Regions from separate parts of the Danio rerio genome. Here region 2 is linked to region 1. The links are chromatin contacts, called in public Micro-C maps. All regions are on one chromosome and are shown on one strand. Each heading gives the region's core, a stretch centred on a gene start, on an enhancer-like site or on the middle of the called end of the contact. The rest is flanking DNA. Distances are from core to core; before and after follow the strand shown.

What was found. Hi-C and Micro-C count contacts between places; a contact is called where the count stands out from the background.
Region 2: a Micro-C map of caudal fin shows a contact between it and region 1, with 2.4 times the contacts expected there. The contact joins the enhancer-like site here to the promoter of plxna1a in region 1. A contact is called at or near these places in 3 of 18 Hi-C or Micro-C datasets (caudal fin, embryo and an unstated tissue) and 1 of 4 datasets of contacts at active chromatin or transcription factors (embryo).

What each region holds. Positions count from the first base shown.
Region 1 is chr23:37,291,392-37,297,812 of GRCz12tu, reverse strand. plxna1a (plexin A1a) reads right to left here and starts at 2,712. Exons shown (of 32, transcript XM_017353686.4): 1 at 2,534-2,712.
Region 2 is chr23:37,466,182-37,472,602 of GRCz12tu, reverse strand. The region is part of intron 3 of plxna1a (plexin A1a); the gene reads right to left. Among named protein-coding and RNA genes, the nearest start is that of plxna1a, 170 kb to the right of the region's middle. Within about 2 kb of position 2,967, at least 14 of the 62 cell types and tissues checked have an H3K27ac peak or open chromatin away from gene starts, as enhancers often do. A contact at or near this core is called in caudal fin, where this site is marked.

The DNA of each region.
Region 1 (6,421 bases), core at 1,463-3,962:
GAAGGTACTTACCACCACTGGCAATAACTCAAATGTCTAAAGTTTTATATTTTTCTTTCAAGAACCTACTTTAGTCTCATTTGAACATTCTTTCCTTCCAATAACTCATTTTAGAACTTGCTTGGTAAACAGTAAACACTAAACCACTATTGGCCAATGGAGTTCAACACAGCTTCAGTCATAAAACATAAATAAAATAAAATCAACCAATGATTTTCTGGTAACATTCCCAGCAATAAGCCACAAAGTGTGACTGCTAGCCGCAGTCTTCTCATTTATAAATGCCATGCAAGCTTGTGACTAGAACTGTGACGTCCTGTAAACGCCATAGATGTTATTAAAGTGGAAAAAGGCGCCAAAGGTGTCTACACGCAACGCCTCATGTAAAGTGGGCACGGACCTTTAATAAAGCCCACTCCACACCGACAGAAAGACACAAGAGGAGGCTGGCACTGACAAGCTCGAAGGTGAGAATGTCAGGGATATTTAAAACATCCGTCAATCACAGCAAAGGCCGAGTGCGCCGAACAGAACCACTCAAAGTGAGATTAATTCTGACATGGTGCACTTCGTTTCCCACTGAGGTGAACTGCTTTGACATAAAGGTGGACATTTAAGCCTGTAACGTTGAGATTGATACTCTAGCATCACTTCATAACACAAACTGCATCAAACTACCAGAGACTGAATGCAAACTAAGTGGTTTATTTTGGGAAAACAATTTAGTTCATTAGTTGTAGCTAACGTTAATATCTATATAAGAAAAAGGGGGCGGGGTGTCTAATTCAAGAATAGCTCTTACATTGAATGCAAAACACAATTCGATCAGTCAACAGAATGGCTGGTTATTTTAATAAATCGAGACAAATGAGTATTTCATGTTAGTATATATGGTTAGCCAAAATGCAAAACATTAACATTATGATTCACTTAATGCAGAATATTTAATGTCAATAAATGCATTCAGTCTGCTGACAGAAAGTCTGTAAACAAACATTTGAGCGACTGAATGCGTTTTGTTTTATTCTTCACACCATTTGTCAACAGATTGTTGTAGGTATAATCATATTTACAAATATTGCTTCATCAAAATTAGCCTGGTAAATGAAGCATATAGACCGTGAATCCGATAGAAAACAGTTATGAAATAGATTAAAACCCCTAGAATGTCCATCGCTACAAAATAACCGTAAACGGAGGTTTAATAACTTACCAAAATATAAACATTACTATTTTCTAGCGGTTCTGTTCATAAGGGATGCGTTTTATACAAACAACAGGTTTTCAATAAGCATGGAATAGGATGTTTACATAAAACATGTAACTTTTGAACAGAAGACGCGCACTCGCAGTTAGAAAATACTCAATCCAGATTCGAGTGCTAAATGCTGACTGTGGTTGAAGTCTACGTTTAAATGACTAAATGTCGATAAATGTTCATGGTTAATTTTGAGCTCTCCGTTTAAAACTTTCATTTTAATAAAAAAAATGCATTCTTCCTAGTGTGAAGCTCCTTCGTCTGAAAAACCAATCCTCCGTAGATGGACAAGCTAGAAAGCTGAGAAACGCAATCTTTCAGTTCACTCACAACAAGCACATACCAGATTACCTCTTTGTTCTTAAAAAAGCGCAACAATACGTTCAAGTACAAAGCAGACTTTACTGACATCCTCAGTGAAATAAAGCAGAGAATCTCGTGCATACACATAAACACACATAATCTTCGACTATCTAACAGTTGCCCGCCTAACAAAAAGCCAAAGCCTGTTTCACATAAGAGGTCATTCAATCGCCATATAAGTAGTATAAGATTTTATAATCTGATAGAGGTTTATATGTGAATGCCATAAGTAGATACTCCACGCGTTAAATTGCAAATGAGAAATTGGTCTAAATTTCTTCCTCTCCAATGCAAGCCCGACAGTTCTAACCTACATCCAATTTTGCCAATTCCCGGTTGAATCAGTGTTGGCGAGATTTTACAGACAGCCAACCCACATAACTGTCACACTGATACTGACAATCCAATAGCCAAATAACTAAACAATTGAGAGGAGCTGGACAGAGCCTGGTTTATGTGTTTAAAAACGCATCCAACACCCCTCCCTAGCAGTTAAGCTTATCCCTAAAAGTGTGATATGCAGTGGTAAGCTGAGCTATCCAGCAAAAGCATCGCTTACATTCTGCATATTCCCAGAGAACGCCCCTGTACCCACATAACCTGCATGTTACTTATTTCAGTAATTAAACCACAGGGAATCTAACCAAGTTAGTCATCCGCTATTGCAGCTCAGCACAGACATCAGCTTGTTTAATGCGTCAGTTAATAGACGCCGAGGTGTCAAACCGCATTTAAAATGACCACATCGCACTGCTCTGCTGCTCCGTCGCAATCAAGTATCGATACATTCACGGTGAACGCTGAAGAAAACAGCGCGCGACGCACATCTGATCACCCAAAAAACTGCATTTTCCTCCAGACAAAACTGCATGGAAAAGTAGCGCCTGTGCGTAAAGAGCCGAGGATACTCACTTGTGCTCTTGATGCCTTGGTTTATTATCCTCGCCATGCGTAAAATCTCAAACTTGAGTACATTTCCTCGGCAGCAGTGTGTAAAGCTCCGCGTGCACTTTCCGAGTGTGAAGTCTCAGTACGGCATGAATGAGGAGGAATGCAGTCCGCGCGCCCTCATCGAGACGCAGCCTCGTTTTGAGTCTCCGGGAACGCAACACACTGCCAGAGTCGTTTATCTCGCGCCGCGGCCAGGCGGCGACATTGAGCGCGCTCCAAGCCTTTATGGTGAAATATACAGTTAGTCTGTAGTCTTAAACACCGGTCCGTTGCACCACCTGTCGATGTATCTATGCACATTTATTACAATCACAGAGAATATGGTTTGTTTGTCTTTTGCGTGCGCCAGCCAAGCATGAAGATATGCATACAACAGCTTTATGGGAGTATTGTAACTATTATTGTGAGTAATAATACCAGTTTAAACAATTAGAAATTATCTAAAAGAGTGAAATCAGAATCAGATTAACTCGCCAAGTGTGCGCAGACACAAGGATTTTTGTGTGTGTGGTATATAGGAGCTCAGGGAACATACATATACATAGGGTTACACATACATGTATACAAGATAACTGAAAGTATATTTAAATAAGTGGGAAAGGAAGTAAAGAAAATTATATACAGATAGACAAATAGATAGATAGATAGATAGATAGATAGATAGATAGATAGATAGATAGATAGATAGATAGATAGATAGATAGATAGATAGATAGATAGATAGATAGATAGATAGATAGATAGATAGATAGATAGATAGATAGATAGATAGATAGATAGATAGATAGATAGATGATGGATGATGGATGATGGATGGATAGATAGTAATTTACAATAAAACATAATATTATTATACTAGTGTAATGGTATGTAATTATATATTGTAAAATAAAATACATGTAGCAATACAGCAGTCAAATTTATAAATTTAAGAGTTTTGATACAAAAACCTCTAAATGCCGTCTGAAAGTTTCTTCTAAAATGTGTATTTTCATCAGGCTCTTGTGTGTATGTTCTGTAATATCACTTTTATGGCAAAGAATAAGTCATTTTCCTGGTCTTTAAAGTAAAACATCTCAACATAAACAAAGGAGGCTGAGAAAAATGTTCATTTTAGATTGAAATTTCAGATGGCACTTTTTTTGCATCTGAACTCTTCAAATATATATTTATTAATGTAAGCTCTACATTTTAAATGGTTAGTTTTCTTAAAATTAATTTACAACTAACATTAAGATAAAACGTAGAAAAGAAGATTGATTGACAAAAATAAAATCAGCAAAATAACTAAAATTATATAAAAGTAGAAAGAGTGCCTTTCAGGACTTGGGCCCCATGGCTGGAGTTGCTTAGAGCCCCCAAATCACTAAAGCCGCCCCTGATTATATGTGTATAATGTTTTTTTTTATATATATATATATTGTTCAAATTACAGGAAGGATGACATAAATTTTTTAAACAAGTACAGATTTCAAAATGAGTGTTAAAAAGCTGTAATATAATAAGTTTACAAGCACAGGTTTTTACCTGCCCCCAAATAGACCTTACCTAACAATAGTCACGTTGGCAAGTTGAGGTAACCAAGGCAACTGTACACTGTCGAAATGCTTAATGTGACCAATTTCGATTTGCAAGACAATAAAATATGACAATTTATTACATCTCACCATTTATGCGTTTGTATACCACTTACAGTTGAAGTCAAAATTATTAGCCACACCTTTGATTTTTTTTCTTTTTTAAAATATTTTCCAAATGATGTTTAACAGAGCAAGGAAATTTTCACAGTATGTCTGATCATATTTATTCTTCTGGTGAAAGTCTAATTTGTTTTATTTTGCCTAGAATAAAAGCAGTTTTTATTTTTTTTTAAAACATTTTAGGGTCAAAATTATTAGCCCCTTTGAACTATAATTTTTTTTTTGAGTCAACAGAACAAACCATCGTTATGCAATAACTTGCCTAATTACCCTAACCTGCCTAGTTAACCTAACTCTATCTAGTCAAATATTATTTACCGTCATCATGACAAAGATAGATAAATCAGTTATTAGAAATGAGCTATTAAAACTGTTATGTTTAGAAATGTGTTGAAAAATCTTTCCGTTAAACAGTAATGGAGGGAATAAACAGGGGGCTAATAATTCAGGGGGGCTAATAATTCTGACTTTGACTGTATATGTCACAAAATATAAATAGAAAATACTACAAAATTGTACGGTTTGTATACTTAAAATGTAGTGGTTATATAAAAAAAGCATTTCAATGTTCAAGACCATTTCTGACAGAAAGAATTAGCTTTTAGCTTACATTTAATCATAAATAAAATCTGAACTGGTAACACTTTTTAATGTTATAACATTAATAAATTTACTATTTAAGAATAAAGTCTTGTGCAACACTTATTAATCATAGCTCAATATTTATAGTTAACAGAGATTAATAAATACTGTAATAACTGCATAGTCCATCATTCGTGTTGAACTATGAACTTGGCCATTTTGGAGATTTTAAGTGTTACCCTTAAACTCTTTTAAAACAGTGGGCATTCATTACATGATAGAACTTCATTTCTAGTACACAAATATGTAAATATTATATACATTTCAACATAAATCATAAGACATGCATACTGTAGCTTTAAACTAAATGTTAGTTACACTCCTGGCTTCGCTAATATTGTTTTTCTGTGTACTTTCAGAGAGAAATCATAAATGTGCATATAATAGACGTGAACATATAATGCCGAATACAGAAAATATGCTGTTTGTATTCAGACATAACGCTGGCAATTGTCTTATAAATTCTGGAAATACCCAAGTAGAAACTTTGCTGCTTTATTCTTGATCATTAATTGGAAGCCATAAAATGTGCGACTGGAGCAGAGCACAGCCACATAACGCATAACAAACAATCATTAAACACAGTACTTTAACAATAAGACGAAATCTGTTCTGTGTTTGCTTTATATGGTGTTATAAATCCTTAGATTACAATGAGGTTAGTTTCTTGTTTGACCAGTTACTGACAAAGACCATCTCATGTTAGAATGTATTTGACCACCCGCTAGGCTTTTACAATCCCATCATCCTACTGCACACATAACCTTCCTTACAAAGAAACCAGAGCATCTCTGATAAACACTGTGGATTCAGGATCAGACTTGCACACCCACTGACAAATCCAGCGCTAGACTGAAGACGGAACCTGAATGCACAAACAAGGCTGTCGGACGAGTCAAAATTTACACTAAAATAAACTACATTCTACTCTGACCTTTATAACATGGCTTTGTAATATCGTATTGTTTGTAGACACAATTCTTCAGTGATGTGAGGCTTTTCTGGTGCATCACTGATGGCTTCGCTGGACATGCTTGAAGCGGTTTTTCACATATAAGAGTATCTGCACTCATTTTGTCCTGCTAAGAGGCTGAATGAATAAAACAAAGAGAGTATATCGGGTTGGGGACATTATAATGGGTCAGTGACAATTTCACTTTGAATGTTTTAGGAAAACATTGTTCATGTCAGCAAAACAAAGCCTAGTGGAATCTGATTGGGAAGAAAAATTACAGAATCCATAAATATCAGGGCCTCTCTATTGCCCATTGATCTGCGATAAGGTGAAGAAGTAAATGTGAATATGTTTGCTTGACTGAAGAAAAACATATCGACTGCTAGTCTTCCCACATCCAAAAGTTTTCTTTTTAAAACTTACACTAAACTGTAACAAGAAGGCAAGGTTTATGTTGAACTAGAACTCTGAGTTACTTTTCTTTAATTGAAATGCAGCTAAATGTATATACTGCAGCTATAAAGAACTTTGAGAACTTTTTCTGAGCTTAAA
Region 2 (6,421 bases), core at 1,718-4,217, 170 kb before region 1:
TATGGCTTTTAATCCACACATTCCCCGTAAACACCTATTTCTTTACTCTCTCTTTTTCTCCTATATCCTGTCTCTCTCGCTCTCCCTTGCTCTTTCTTTCTTTACTCCAGGCCTTCATTCTGTATTACAATAGACACTAAATCATTAACCTACTGCAGCATGTAAAGGGGCTCCTGCGTGACTGAAGACACCACAAATGAGCACTTTCAGTAGGCAGGGAGAGATGCGCTTTTCAGGGTGCCAGTTCAAACAAAGGTAAAAAAATAATGGATTGAAAGAATATACAGGGGGGAAGAAAGACTATAATGTCGCTACATGAGGATTTACATCTGTTATGATGATGCCAGAATGAGGTCAAAGGTCAAACTTCAAGTGACTGTCAGGTAAAAAATAGACACTATTGAACAACAATTTCGGAAATTGCAGTTCAAGGAATACTTGAGTATTTTTGGTGTTTTGATAAGCAATTGAGTTTCAATATCTACAGATTTCTTTCTTGCAAATCGGACTTTTTTTCTCTAGAATGCACGGTAGGGCTGGGCCGATAAATGATGTATTGAATCACGATTCATGTCAATAACAATGATAAGCTCTGGAATTTTTTTCTATATTGATCTAAGAGTCAATCACATAGCAGAAATGTGCAACAATGGGAATCTAAAAGTCTGTTGATGTTAAAGACGTACCGAATTTTCGGCCACTGAAGATTTATCAACCGAATATGTTATGCAATTTAAGGCACCCTCTAATTTTTGTGGCTTCAGTCATTGTTGGGGTATTCTTTTTAAACTTGGAGGCATTAACAACTTGTATCGAAATATATATCGTTATTGTTCAGTAAGGAAAATAATTATTAAGATTGCATTTTTGCCATATCGCCCAGTATTAATTCACGATTGTTTTAGAAATTGCAAGATAGAAATAAGGTTATGAGAAATAAAGCTTGGATTGCTATATAGCCTAAGAACTCTCGATTGCAGAAAATAAAGTAGCAAATATGAGACAAAATTTTGAGATAAAATATGAGACATCCAATTTTGCTGCATGTAACAGTGTTGTGACAAATAAAGGCTCAGTTATTTATTTATATTTATTCAGTTTTTTATTAATTTCACTAATATTTTGTGATATATATATAATAATAGTATTATTAAAATGTCCATACAATTTGTTTCTAATACCGTTTGTAAGGTGTATGTTCTGTCTTTGAGTATTATATGTGAGACTTGCTTTGTTTACCAAATATTCATTTCATTAATTTTCTTGTCGGCTTAGTCCCTTTATTAATCCGGGGTCGCCACAGCGGAATGAACCGCCAACTTATTCAGCAAGTTTTTTATGCAGCGGATGCCCTTCCAGCCGCAACCCATCTTTGGGAAACATCCACACACACATTCACACACACACTCATACACTACGGACAATTTAGCCTACCCAATTCACCTGTACCGCATGTCTTTGGACGGTGGGGGAAACCGGAGCACCCGGAGCAAACCCACGCGAAGGCAGGAAGAACATGGAAACTCCACACAGAAACGCCAACTGAGCTGAGGTTCGAACCAGCAACCTTCTTGCTGTGAGGCGACAGCACTACCTACTGCGCTACTGCCTCGCCGTTTACTAAATAAGTGATACCTAAGTGATACCTAATTTGATTTGCTTTGTAAACATTAAATAAAAGTTAAAACTGTATTATTTTTTATTTCATATATTACGTTTTTAGTAATGATACTCCTAAAATCATTCCGCAAAAATCCGCAGATTTTTTACAGAAACTCTTTGCAGGAATAGCAAAAAATGTCAGCAGATTTTGTCTGGCTTTAGATATAAGCTCAAAATTGTGTTTGAAATTTGAGAAGGAATAAAGCAAAAACAAAATAGAATACAATTTAATAAAAAAGCCAGAATTAAAAAATATAAAATGAGAATTGATAAATTATAGAACATAGAATGAGACTTTTTTGTAATTTTAAGTTTATTTTATGATTAATATTTTCTCTTTAAAATGAGAAACAAGTAAAAATTGGTAAATGTATTTTATATATAAATATAAATATAAAATTCTTAAAGAATAAGAATAAAAAAATACTAAGGAAGAAATTATTTTTGAGGTGCACTAATCTTCAAAAACACTCTCCAGTCTACAATTTCCACTATGGTCAACACATAAATTTTAAAATAAACTAGTAAAACGATAATGTAAAATGTAAATGTTAAAATAAAGTCAACATATGGTTCTACGTCCAAAAAAAAGTCTCAAGAATGTTTACGTATTTATAAATAATGTAAAAATACTGAGGAAGAAAATCTTTTTCCAGTGCACTAATCTACAAAACACTCTCCAGACCTCAATTTCCACCACAATCAACACATAAAGTGCAAAATACCTCACTGCCCCATCCATCACTTCCCGACTCATCATATCTGTCCACCAAAATACCTTAACCACAAACCTAATACCCCAGCAAAACTATAAAACTGACACTTTGAAGGGCAAAAGTCGTATCTCTAACCCAAGAGCGCTGCCATTACTGCTATCACCCCCTTCCACAGCCCGTCCTCACCCCGGCCTTCTTCTTCAATAACCTTTGTCATGGTCAGCAATGAGCCCGGCTCGACTCAGCACGTCGACAAGCGATAAGAGAGGCCTGCCGCATGCATGCACACCGCTGTATTCAGATGTGTAATTACAAAGGAAACGATAAGCCTGCTCCAGTGGGACTGCGCTGCTAATTACAGAGCCACCAGAGCTTCAAATTGCCATTTAAAGCAGCCATACGCAATCACACAATGCCACATTCCTGGAGCCGTCCGCACTTCTATGGCAAAACGGGGTGAGAAAGAAGGGCGCAGAGTTATGACTGTTTACGGCGAGGCCTGACAAGCTGAGCAAAAAGAGAGGGAGGAGGAGAGATTTTGGAGGGATATAAAGCTCCCAAACTCGAACCTACCTCCTGTTTATATACGCCAAACAAAATGTTCCCACATGGATGTTACGACATTTAGCTCCATTCGAGAAGGGGGGGGAGGTCGAAATCCCTGAGAAAACATGAGCCACACAAACAGCGAATGGAAAAAAAAAGCAGGAAAGTTAGTCATTTTGTGGTTGCGAGAGGAATGTCCTAACAGACGAGAGCCTGCCAAAAAAACCCAAACCTCCTTTTCTCGCCTTCAAAAAACGACAGGCAAACCACAAGCACTTTCAGCGCGAGGATAAAAGGCTTTTCGGTGCAACTTTTCACCAACTGTCTTGTCCCCTCGAAAGCCCTTCAAAGGGCTAAAATGCATTGTGCGAGCGTAAAGAAAGCAGCCGAGTAACCTGATAGACCGCTAATGATGTGTCTCATTCATTCACCGGCCGTTTACAGATGGATTAAATCTAATGCATTATAGGCTTTCTGGTCGAGTCCGTGGGGAACGAGGGGATCATAATGGTCCTATACAATGAAGCATAAGAGAAAGAGCTGAACGCTGAAACCACAGCAGGCTTCTGCTGACTCGCATCTCGTCCTCCAATTCATTTAGCGTATGCTACACGGTTAACAAACGAGCTCGAATCAATCCATCCATCAATTACAGGAAGCTCGGGCATTAATCTAATCTGAGGCCGAACTTGATCCCGGTCTCCGGTAGCAAAGGGGAAACCGCAGAACTCGAGCTCAATGCCGGGAGTCTCGCGTCCTCTTCATCTCTCGTCTTCAGAAGTCCAGCGCACCACTAAAACCGAGGGATTGATGGCCGTTCGTAAAAGCAGAGTTGTTAAAAATGTGACTACACCGCAGAGGAGACCCGTGATATAGGGAGAGTTCACATGAAAATGAAAAGCCTCGTATCATTTGGTTCTCCCTCATGTGTTTCTGACGTGTTCGGGATCAGGACGATGAAGCTGCTCTTTTTTTGTGGGGGGAAATAATGGAAAACCTGACAAATGATCTATTCACACCTGCACTTAAGATACGTTTAGTCAATCCGACCACAAGTGGACAAAGGAGTCACATTACCATTCAATACTTAAATGTGTCCCTTTTGTGCACTTTTGAGTGAGGAAGGGTCTGTGGATGGGTTTTGGCTTACTGTGATTATTCAAATCTACTAATTGGTGTATAAATGACTTCAGTAGCCGGAGAGAAGGCGGTCTTTAACAGTTTCCAATTAGTGGAAAATGGACAAGCTCAAAATGTTTTACATCCCTTTCACACCTGTATTTAGCATTGGGATGGGGCCAACAAAATCCTAATAAATAGAAGTGTTACAGTTAGTAAAAGCATGTACAGGGCCTAAATGAAAATAAACGTATGACTCTGAAAAAATTAAGCCTCATACCAACGATGCAAAAAAGTAAATGAAAACTAGCATTTCTAAGGTGCTTTCACACCTACAGTTTTGTTTCGGATCCTGGCGGGTCATTTGGCATATGTGAATCCAGCAATCGCACTTGGATTCACTGCAAAACAATCTGTCCATGATTCCCTGAATGAGGTGGTCTCGGCTCGATTAAAACAAACTCTGGAGTGAATCGATTGTAGTGAGAAAGCAATACGATCCAAACCAGGCTATATCACAGTGTATTATGGATATGTAATATGCATACATAGGGCTACATGTTGACAGAATTATGAGTAAGGCGGGATGTCATTACTACCGGTGCATGAGCATTTCATGCCAAATACGAAAGTGAAAGCAGGTTAACTATTAACGAGAGTTGCTTATCTGTTAGGAAAATTGACTGAACTGCAGTCTTGGTTTATCTGTTATTTCTCTCTATAATGTACAGTAAATTAATAAGCCAACTGCTATGTATGAAAAAGTCTTACCTCTGCTTATAATGCCTTATTGCTCATTGTCATAAATTAAAATAAGGACGCATGGCAGCTGAAAACTAAACCGTGAAACTCAAATATGACCAATGTGAGGAGAGTTTACGCACACTTGACTTGTTTAGAAACTTTGTCGTGTGAAAGCGAACCGCACCAAGAACAAAAATAAACCTTGTAACAAATTTAATTCCTGTTTTGGAACAAAAGAATCGATCCACAGGTGTAAAAGCACCCTAAAACAATATAAAACAAAGTAAAGATAATTATAAATAAAACAACAAAAACACAAGACGAGACAAAACAAAACACAAATAACCTTGGGTAAAAACATGTATACATGAATAAATAAATTAATTAACTCATTAATACATTTTCAATCCATTGCATATTATAAAATGTACACATTAAAATGTGAATATAAATATGAATATAAATATGAATATATATATATAAATATGAATATATATATAAATATGAATATATATATATATATATATATATATATATATATATATATATATATATATATATATATATATATATATATATATATATATATATATATGAATAAAGTACATTTTTGAGTGAACTACAACTTTTAAACGAAGTGAAGACAACAAAACAATTATTCATACATTAATTTTATTTTTCGGCTTAGTTTCTTTATTAATCAGGGGTCGCCACAGCAGAATGAACCGCCACAAAACAATTAACAAAGATACAAATTGCTTCAAAACACCAATGTCGATTTTATTTTCTTCATTGTTCTTAAAAGCATGCTTGGCATCTCAATATAGGATCTCTGTGTATGAGTGTTTCGCTACTATAACCTGGCAGTCACACATGGTAGTGTACATACATGTTTGTGTGTATGTGTCACTCAGGCTTCGCTCCTGTGGTGCCACACGCAGGTTGTAAATGAATATGAATGGCCATGAGGAAGCCTGCGAGGAAGAGGCCGCCTGAGGCAAAGCGCACTGGGCTTCTATTAATCTTAGACAAACTGACACATGGGAATAACCCAAAACAAGCCAGCCGGGCCAAACACGCAACACGACCCACAGCCAAAGCACAGCCGCATGACGTTCAGAGCTCACTTTCGAGGAATATCCGTTATGTAATCGAAGGATGATGAATTGTGTTCGAATAGATATTGTAATGTGCACTTTTAAACAATGTACAGTAGTTGATGCTTCAGCTAAGAGACCAAAGCTATGGGTAAAATATATACATACAATTAATTAAAATAAAAAACAAAAAAATCTAAACATCTAAAACAACTATATTCATGCCACAGGTCGAGAGATATAAATAATCAATTATTAAGATTTTAATATAGTGTTATTTAACTTTCCAGACATTCAACAAGGCTTAATTTTTATTTAGATTTATAATTTAAAATATTTGATTTCAAATTTGATCTACTTTAAAATGTAAAACAACAGTAAAACTATTTTAATGCTAAACATTAAATATGACTGTCAAAAAAATAATAGCTTGGAGGATAGGAAAAATAAATACCAATAGTGTAGAAATACTAGGCCTGTCACAATAATCAATAAATCAACTTATCGTGCAATACTTAGAGATGACCTCAGTAACTT